Regions from separate parts of the Mus musculus genome. Here region 1 is linked to region 2. Evidence: chromatin contacts called from public ChIA-PET data. All regions are on one chromosome and are shown on one strand. Each heading gives the region's core, a stretch centred on a gene start, on an enhancer-like site or on the middle of the called end of the contact. The rest is flanking DNA. Distances are from core to core; before and after follow the strand shown. Region 1 holds the start of Vwa3b (von Willebrand factor A domain containing 3B). Region 2 overlaps Tmem131 (transmembrane protein 131).

Region 1 (3,927 bases), core at 1,174-3,673, 220 kb after region 2:
CACCTCTCTGGCCCTCTAATGTTGTTGTTGTTTTGATTAGCATGTGTGTTATAGTCATGTTAATCTAAGGGGCCCCGGTTGACCACAGTGACTGTGGCAAATGTCCCAGGAAGGAGAGCGAGCGTGGGTGGAGGTAAAGTCAGAGTGCTTAGTGAGAGTGCTGAGAGAGTACAGTGGACTCTCTGTCCTTTGTCACCAGCATGGCCCAGGAATATTGGTTTGGCAGGGTGTGGGCAGCAGGATGATTGTGGTTTTGGTAAGTGTGGCTGGTTTAAGTTGTTTGGCTTTGGAATTTTAACGTTGGTGGTGTGAATCGAAGCTGCTCTCTGTATCGCCAAAGCTGTGCATTCAAACAACTCTACAGAATGATTTATGATTAAGGATCGAACCTTCAGTACTTTTAAAAATCACTAAGGCAACAAAGGAATGAAGAAAAATTAATCCCTGAGGATACAGTAGACTTCTCTGTTGAAGAGAGAATTGTTTCTAATGTTAGTTATTTTTTTTTAAATTAGATCTTTGACTCAAACACTATGAGAAAACAAAAGAAATGGAGCCATTGGTGTGGCTTGACAGGTAAAGGTGCTATCAAACTTGACAACCTGAGTTCAACACCCCCTATCCTACTCCCTGGAAACCATGTGGTAGAATAAGAGAGTCAGTTCCCACAAGATTTCTCTGACTTCCACCCACCACACACATGTGCAGACACACACACACACACACACAAACATGTATATATGTTTACAAAAACTCAAGGCCAGCTCTTCAATTTAAAAATATAAAACACAATTTAATATTCAAACATTAAGGCAAAACTTGGCTTATAGAATCTTTTTTTGGGGGGGAGGGGAGGGTTATTTGGCTTACACTTCCAGATCATACTACATCACTGGAGGAAGTCAGGACAGGAACTCAAGCAGGTCTGGAAGCTGGAGGCAGGAGCCGATGCAAAGGCAGGAGCTGATGCAGAGGCCACGGAAGGATGCTGCTTATTGGTTTGCTTCATGTGGCTTACTCTAGACTCTTTTAAAAAAAAGATTTATTTATTTATTTATTTATTTATTATGTACACAGTGTTCTGCCTGCACTTCAGAAGAGGGCATCAGATCTCATTATAGATGTTAGCCACCATGTGGGTGCTGGAAATCGAACTCGGGACCTTTGAAAAAATAATCAGTGCTCTCAACCTCTGAGCCATCTCTCCAGCCCTTATAGAATCTTTTACTTATAGATTTTCATAAGCACATTTTTGTGTGAGTGTGATTGCTTGAAGAATGGCAGGTTTGCATTTTGAGCCATCTGTATGCTTGTAAGGCAAGACTAAATAAGCATTAGGTAGAGTGCAGTACCGAATCCCTATAGGAGTACTACCTGTAGATTTGCAAAAACCACAGCTCTCAGCTTAGAGGGTATAAGCAAGCCTGTTCTGGAGCCATTTTGAATAGCTGTGGCCCTGTACAACACAGATTTAGTTTACCCCAAACTCCATGTTCCAACGTGGAAGCAGTTTCATGAACTTTTCATAGAACAAAGAAAGTCACAAATCATGATAAATTTAAAGTACCTTGGAGGGCACACCAGAGAAGCAGGCACGGTGAGAGTGGGGAAAGCTTTTCAAGATGCTGTGGGACATTCTTAGCCTTTGGATTGGTGGAGGCTAGTTGTCCGTCTATCTTTTAGTCACAAGAGGTTAGTTTGGTCACAGAAGTGGGCAAGGAATGGCTCTCCAAGAGGGGTTAGAACTGGCCCAAGATAAGGCAATTAGCCTTCAGAACAGCAACATTCTAACCTCTCTGCAGAACTGAAATTCTAATCAGTCAAAATCAGTCTCTGCGGACACAGCTTCCCTCCCCCCTCCTCTCCAGGAGGTTTTATTCACAATCTTTTTTTTTTTTTTTTTTTTTTTTTTTTTTTGATCCTGGCAGCTCTTGTGTCCAAAGTTACAATCTGGCAAAACTGTGAACGCTCATCTGACCACCCCTTCTAGCTGAGCACCTGTAACGAACCGCTCCAACTCTAGGTTTCCTTCCCTTAAAGACGCAATGAAGAAAGGATCTCTTTATAATACCGAGGGAGAAATCAAAACAAAAGGCGCGGGCTGCGGTAATCTGCCGGAAGTAAATCGAGAGAACAGGCTTCCTTCAGCGGGCAGTCGTCTGCTTTTCTGCCCATCTGAATATTTGTTAACCTAATCTCTAATATTTGCCGCTGTCAACTTTCCCAGGGTCAGGCGCAGAGGACGAGCCTTAGGCTGCTCTCTTTCCGGGTGGACCAAATTGGTTTTGCAACACCAACATCCAGTTTCTTCGCAGTCCCCATCATCTCTTTACTCCCTCTGAGGGGCTCATTGGTGGGCGGGGCCGGATCCCGAGCCACGCTGTGATTGGCGGTGTCTTAGCAACTGCAGCGATGTGGTTGTCAACAGAAACTGGACTCCCGCAACTCTGTGCCCGAGGCGGGGACCCTTCGCCAGCATCAGGGGGAGTCACAGCCTTGTCCAGCAGTGGGATGCTGGCCGCGCCCACCTCCTGCTCTGGTTAGTGAGGCCCTGGAGGGTGGGAGGGTCGCTGACGCACGCAAGCCGCCTGGCCTCGCAACTGACAGATTACTTACTAAGTGGGGGATACCATCCTTCTAGACCAGATCTTCCAGGTTTCCAACTGGTTGTGTGAGGGAAAAAACAAGTTTGTAATTTCCGAGCTGGACCTCGCTTCTGCTGGGAAAGGGCAGTGGCCAGGCCGCACCCACTTGAGAGCTGGATTTCAGAGTCAAAGTCGCAGACGTGTGCGAGCCCTTCTTACCCAGGGCTCTCCCCCCACCCCCACTCTTTGCAGAAGCTCAGCTCCCTAATGCTTGTCTATCCAGAGGCCAAAGTTAGTCAGAGGACATAGCATACTGATCAGTATATTAGAAACTCATTTCTGAGAAGCAATGATCAAAACTTAACAATCCAAACTCAAAGCGATCTTCTTGAGTGAAAGGTTTGAGTCTGGAGAAAGCCTCTGCTTGCCTCTTGGTTTTTGGGGGCATTCACATCACTTTCACTTTCTAATATGGACTTTTAACCTCATGTAGTTGTTCTTCTAATCTTCTCAGAAGTTCTCCATTTCTTTTCTTCTCGGCGATGACCTAACAGCCCCACCCCCACCCCACGAGCCCAGTTTTCAATTCTTGGTCCTGTTCTCAACAGTGTGTCCCACAGACCATTTCAATCCCTTAACCCTGCCCACGTTTATCTGAGGCGATGCTCTTAGCCTAGCTTTGCCTTTTAAGGATAGAAAGAATAAGACTGTTAAGAATTGTAACAGGATACATCAGGGAACTTCATCCCAGCTTCCTTTCTTCCCAGAAGAATCAGAGTTCAGAACTCCCACAACATACCTCCCCATCTCCTACCCCTCCATACTACTCCCTCCCTCCCTCCCCCATGCACAGATTTCTTTTTTTAGAAACTAGCAAGGATGAAGATTGGAGGTGTTGATCATACGTTTACCAAGGATCCAAATTGAATTAATAGAGTCTAAGTTAGACTCTGGTCCAGGGCTTGTAAGAACAGTGACTGGATTGTTCTTGGCTTCTCACTATGGGCAGGTGCATAGCAGCCGACAAAGAAGGGCTCTTAGCGTGATCCCAGTCCTCCTGCCTCAGTTTCCTAAGTGTTGGGATGAAAGGTCTTATCCATCTTAATCTTCCTGCTGTCCTGGGAGCTTTGCCTGTCCCTGGCACTCAATGGCTCGATGGACAACTCCAAGTTTTTAGGACTGCGGACAACCAGAGGTGGTGGTATATATACTTGTAATCCCAGCACTCAGGAGGCTGCAGCAAAGAATGCCACAAGGTCAAGCCTGGTCTGAGCTATGTAGTCAGACTCTGTCTCAAAATACCAAAACCCAAACCAAAACAAAAACCTTACCACTGGTAACA
Region 2 (4,066 bases), core at 139-2,638:
GCAAATGCTTCACTTTATAAGCATTGCTTTGGTCATGGTGTTTTGTCACAGCAATAGAAAAGCAACCAAGACACCTGGCCTGGTCTTGCTGCGACCCACGCATTCTCCTGGTCTCTACAAGGGGCACACACCACACCCACAGGGACTTTCCTCCCTTGGTCTCCTGTGCCTAATCTGCAACTCCGAAACCCAAAAGCCCCTCAACGCTGTTGTCCCCTAGCTTGTTTGAAATGAACTATACCATGATTGATGGCTTGTGGTCGCACCCCCTTAGATGAACTGATGGAAAGGCTGCTTGCAGTCTTAGGAACCACATGGTCTATGCGCCACATTTCTTTCCAAGTTCTGAGTCCCCAATCTTGCGGTTCTGGATTGCTCTAGTCTTGAGGCCCTGCCACTGCCAATAAGGTGTATTCCTCTGTACCTTACCCATGAGGCTGCACACAAGCGCCTGTTCCCACTCCCACTACTCTGAAGCCTTCGCTCATGCTCCCTGTTAGACCTCGCTGTCACTCTGGCCTTGGATTTTCCATCCCTTGAATTGTTCACACTTCTCCTGTTTGTGTGGTTCCTTCTGGCAAAGTTCCTTCCCTAACCTACCAATTCTGCAGATCTGGTACATCCCTCACTCCTCTGCCTACAAGACTGTGATGTGTGCACGGCCACCACTTCCTGTTGTCCCTGTCCTGTTGGCCAGCCTCTTTGGAGGTTTCACCAACTATTTTTTCACTTGCTTCTTTTGCCCCTTTTCCTATTTAGAGAGAGGTGTCAGTGTGTAGCCTCACTGACCTCAAGCCTGTGACAAACTTCCTGTCTCTACCTCACCAGTACAACTACAGATGTGTGCACAGCTAGAAATTCTATTTTGAGTTAAGAGGTAGATGGTTTTGGTTTTAGCCCTGTTTTCAAAATATTTTTGTTTGTTTGTTTTTTGAGACAAGGTTTTTCTGTGTATCCCAGGCTGTCTTGGAACTCGCTCTGTAGAACAGGCAGGTCTTGAACTCAGAGATCCTCCTGCCTCTGTCTCCCGAGTGCTAGGATTAAAGGTATGTGCCAGCAATACCTGGCCTCAAAATAATTTTTAAAAATGACTGTAACAGTTATCACCGGCAGCCGTCCATCAGATTCTGTCTGGAGAAACAAGGGAAGAACAAGTTTCATGACAAGCAGTTGCTTCCGTTTGCACTGTGATACAGAGAGGCCATTGCTTCCCGCAGGAGATGGGTCTGAGCTACCTAACAAGGTGCTGTATCCACTGCCTATGATCCTGACTGCTCCTTCTCCCTCACACGCCTTGTTCTTTGGAAGGGGGTTGGACAGGGTTACCTTTGCTTTTTGACATCGGTGACGGAGGCTGCTCTGTAAACACGTCTAGGGGGGAGGAGTCGTGGTGGTCAAAGTCTTTGTCCATGGCTTCTATGAGACTGGTGATGTCGGAGTCCTCTGAGCTGTGCCGTGTGGTGCTGGCTCGCTCGGGGTGGGAAGGGTGTGTGAGGGGGGCAGGAGACAGCCTTTCGGGTGGTGGCTCCTGGTGCTGAGGCACTGGTGGTGGAGGCTGTGAGTGCTGCTCCAGTGGGCTGTGGCTGTGGCTGTGGTGCTGGCTGCTGTGCTGGCCCTGCTTTGCCCCTCTGGACTTCCTGCTTGCTGTGTGACCCTGGGTTGCTGCAGCTGTCTCTGAGACTAGGGGGCTGGTTTTGCTTGTAGACTGTGAGGCAGCTGCTTGTGGAGAAGTCCTGCTTGACATACTTGAACTGTTTCTGGTTCTGACGTTGTCCACATCAGCTGAGTTTTTGCTGCCATGGCTGCTGTGTGGGTGGACTGATGTGCCACACTGCCTGTGACTGCCTGTACCAGGCCGGGATGATGCGTTACTATAGAAACCCCTACCATGACTGTGTTCGCAGCCAAGTGTGTTCAAGCTGAAAAATGGATCAATTGAAAAATCAGTAAGCAGTAACTTCCAACCTAATACTAAGAAAAAAATTTCATTAGTAAACCCATCATAAAGAGAAACTAGGGACAGAAGTGGAAGGGATCAGAGCCACAACCTTCTACAGTTTGTCACCTCTGACAGTTATAAATAAGGTTAGGACTAATAACTAATAACTAAGCATATTTTGTCCCTGTTAAGAACTCTCATGAGTTCTCAGTATCTGAGCACCAGAATCGTTTTTTAAAAAATTCCGAGTAAAGATAAATTTCACTTCTTGTAATTATATCAGCTAAGTCTATGTGTATTAAAAAGTGGACTTTTAGTATATGAACATACTTTCCTTCAGATGAAATACCAACGATTCTCCTGAGATCAAATGGCCTTCCTACATCAAAGGGCGGGTTTGAGGCTTCAAAGGAGAGTCGCCTTCGGAAGGGCTCCCAAATCCCTTGAGCTTCCAAGTAGGCTGTTCCAATGACCAGGAGAAAGAGTGCACTGTGGAGCAGAGGGGCGGGTCAGCATTCTTTGCCAAAACAAGAATAATATTTGGTTACCACAGGCTCCTTGATAACTACAGAATGATGTAAAAACTCCAAGTTGTCTGTAACACACTTTTAAGGAAAGACAAAAATGAAGCATCGTAGTTCAGAGTTTATAGGACCGATCTCTGCGTACAGTATTTAGGCTGCACGGATGCCGGTGCGCTACATGCATGCAATACCCACGGGGGCCATAAAAGGGGATGGGCTCTCCTGGAGCTGGAGTTAAGGTGGTTGTAACTGCCAAGCGGGAGCTGAGAATTGAACCCACATCTTCTGGAGGAGCACCGGTGCCTTCCTTAACCACTGAGCTGTCTCTCCAGCCTCTGCACACCAACTTTAAAAGTTCACAACTGTGGCTGGCGAGATGACTCAGTGGCTAAGAGCACTGACTGCTCTTCCAAAGGTCCTGAGTTCAAATCCCATCAACCACGTGGTGGCTCACAACCACCGTAATGAGATCTGACGCCCTCTTCAGGTGTGTCAGAAGTCAGCTACAGTGTACTTATATATAACAATAAATGAATCTTTGGGCCAGAGCAAGCAGGGACTGAATGAGCCGGGTTGACTGGAGTGAGCAGGGCCAACTGAAGCCAGTAGAAGTCCTAAAAATTCAACCCCCAACAACCACATGAAGGCTCACAAACATCTGTACAGCTACAGTGTACTCACATAAACAAACAAACAAACAAATAAATCTTAAAAAAAAAGGTTCACAATCCTACACAGAAGCTGAGTGTGAAGACAATAATGTGCGTCAGAGGAGACAGCTGCAGTGAGAGAAACTGGATGGAGGTTCACCTCTCTTTCCCTTACGGATGTATAAGCAGCTATAAATAACTTATTGTAAGTATATTTGAGTCTCTAAAGTACGTAAGGAAATAAACTGATATAAAGATAAGAATGCCAAACCTTCAGAAACATTTCTACTCTGTCCTACGTTGCTTAGGCTTATAATGATGTTAATTACATATGCCCAAATAAGGCAACTATACCTGATATTTTGTGCTTGCTTTCTTATGAACTAGCATAGACCTCATTTGTTAAGCAACTTTCAAAGGTAGTAAGACTTTGCCATCCATGCCACCCAAGAAGGGTTCAGTTTGTTTAACTGTTCCCACTAGCACTCAAGCCTGACAGAGCTAGGGGTGTCTGCTGTGCCTGCTGAGACCCGGCAACTGTGAGAGAGCGAGTGGCCCCAGAGGGTGAGTGAGAGGCAGCCCTGGTTGGCTGCAGAGGAGCACACTGTACCTCATGACCCCGGAGATGATGATGTAGAGCGCGAGCTCCCAGTTGGGTCTAGGGAGGGCTTCTGCACAGGCGGCTAGCATGTGGTACGGAAGAGAGGCATTCAACACAAACACAAACTCGGAGCCACTGCTTGTCACAAACTTCAGCTCCCGAATGACTCTGGAGGCTGTGAAATCTGGAGTAAACCTGAGACACAAGAATGGCAGTGAGGTTCGTTTTCAAACTTGCTGCTTCTCGGTTCTATTGTTGTTCTTTGTTGAATCTAGGATTTATTTGTACTGATGTTGTTAAAACACAACAGAACACAACACAACAAGTCGCATGCCTACTGTTGTTCTGTCAC

Evidence for each region. ChIA-PET counts read pairs in DNA pulled down with a chosen protein or histone mark.
Region 1: a contact with region 2 is called in an RNA polymerase II ChIA-PET map of memory CD8 T cells, with 51 read pairs. The contact joins the promoter of Vwa3b here to the enhancer-like site in region 2. A contact is called at or near these places in 2 of 39 promoter capture datasets (the 3T3-L1 cell line and neutrophils), 4 of 115 datasets of contacts at active chromatin or transcription factors (effector CD8 T cells, large pre-B cells, memory CD8 T cells and 1 more) and 3 of 9 other capture datasets (adipose tissue, liver and pancreatic islet).

Annotation. Positions count from the first base shown.
Region 1 is chr1:37,026,890-37,030,816 of GRCm38.p6, forward strand. Vwa3b (von Willebrand factor A domain containing 3B) reads left to right here and starts at 2,424. Exons shown (of 28, transcript NM_001370828.1): 1 at 2,424-2,539.
Region 2 is chr1:36,806,558-36,810,623 of GRCm38.p6, forward strand. It overlaps Tmem131 (transmembrane protein 131), which reads right to left. Exons shown (of 41, transcript NM_018872.2): 29 at 3,724-3,909; 30 at 2,270-2,428; 31 at 1,327-1,919. Among named protein-coding and RNA genes, the nearest start is that of Zap70, 47 kb to the left of the region's middle. Within about 2 kb of position 1,389, at least 31 of the 459 cell types and tissues checked have an H3K27ac peak or open chromatin away from gene starts, as enhancers often do. A contact at or near this core is called in effector CD8 T cells and memory CD8 T cells, where this site is marked.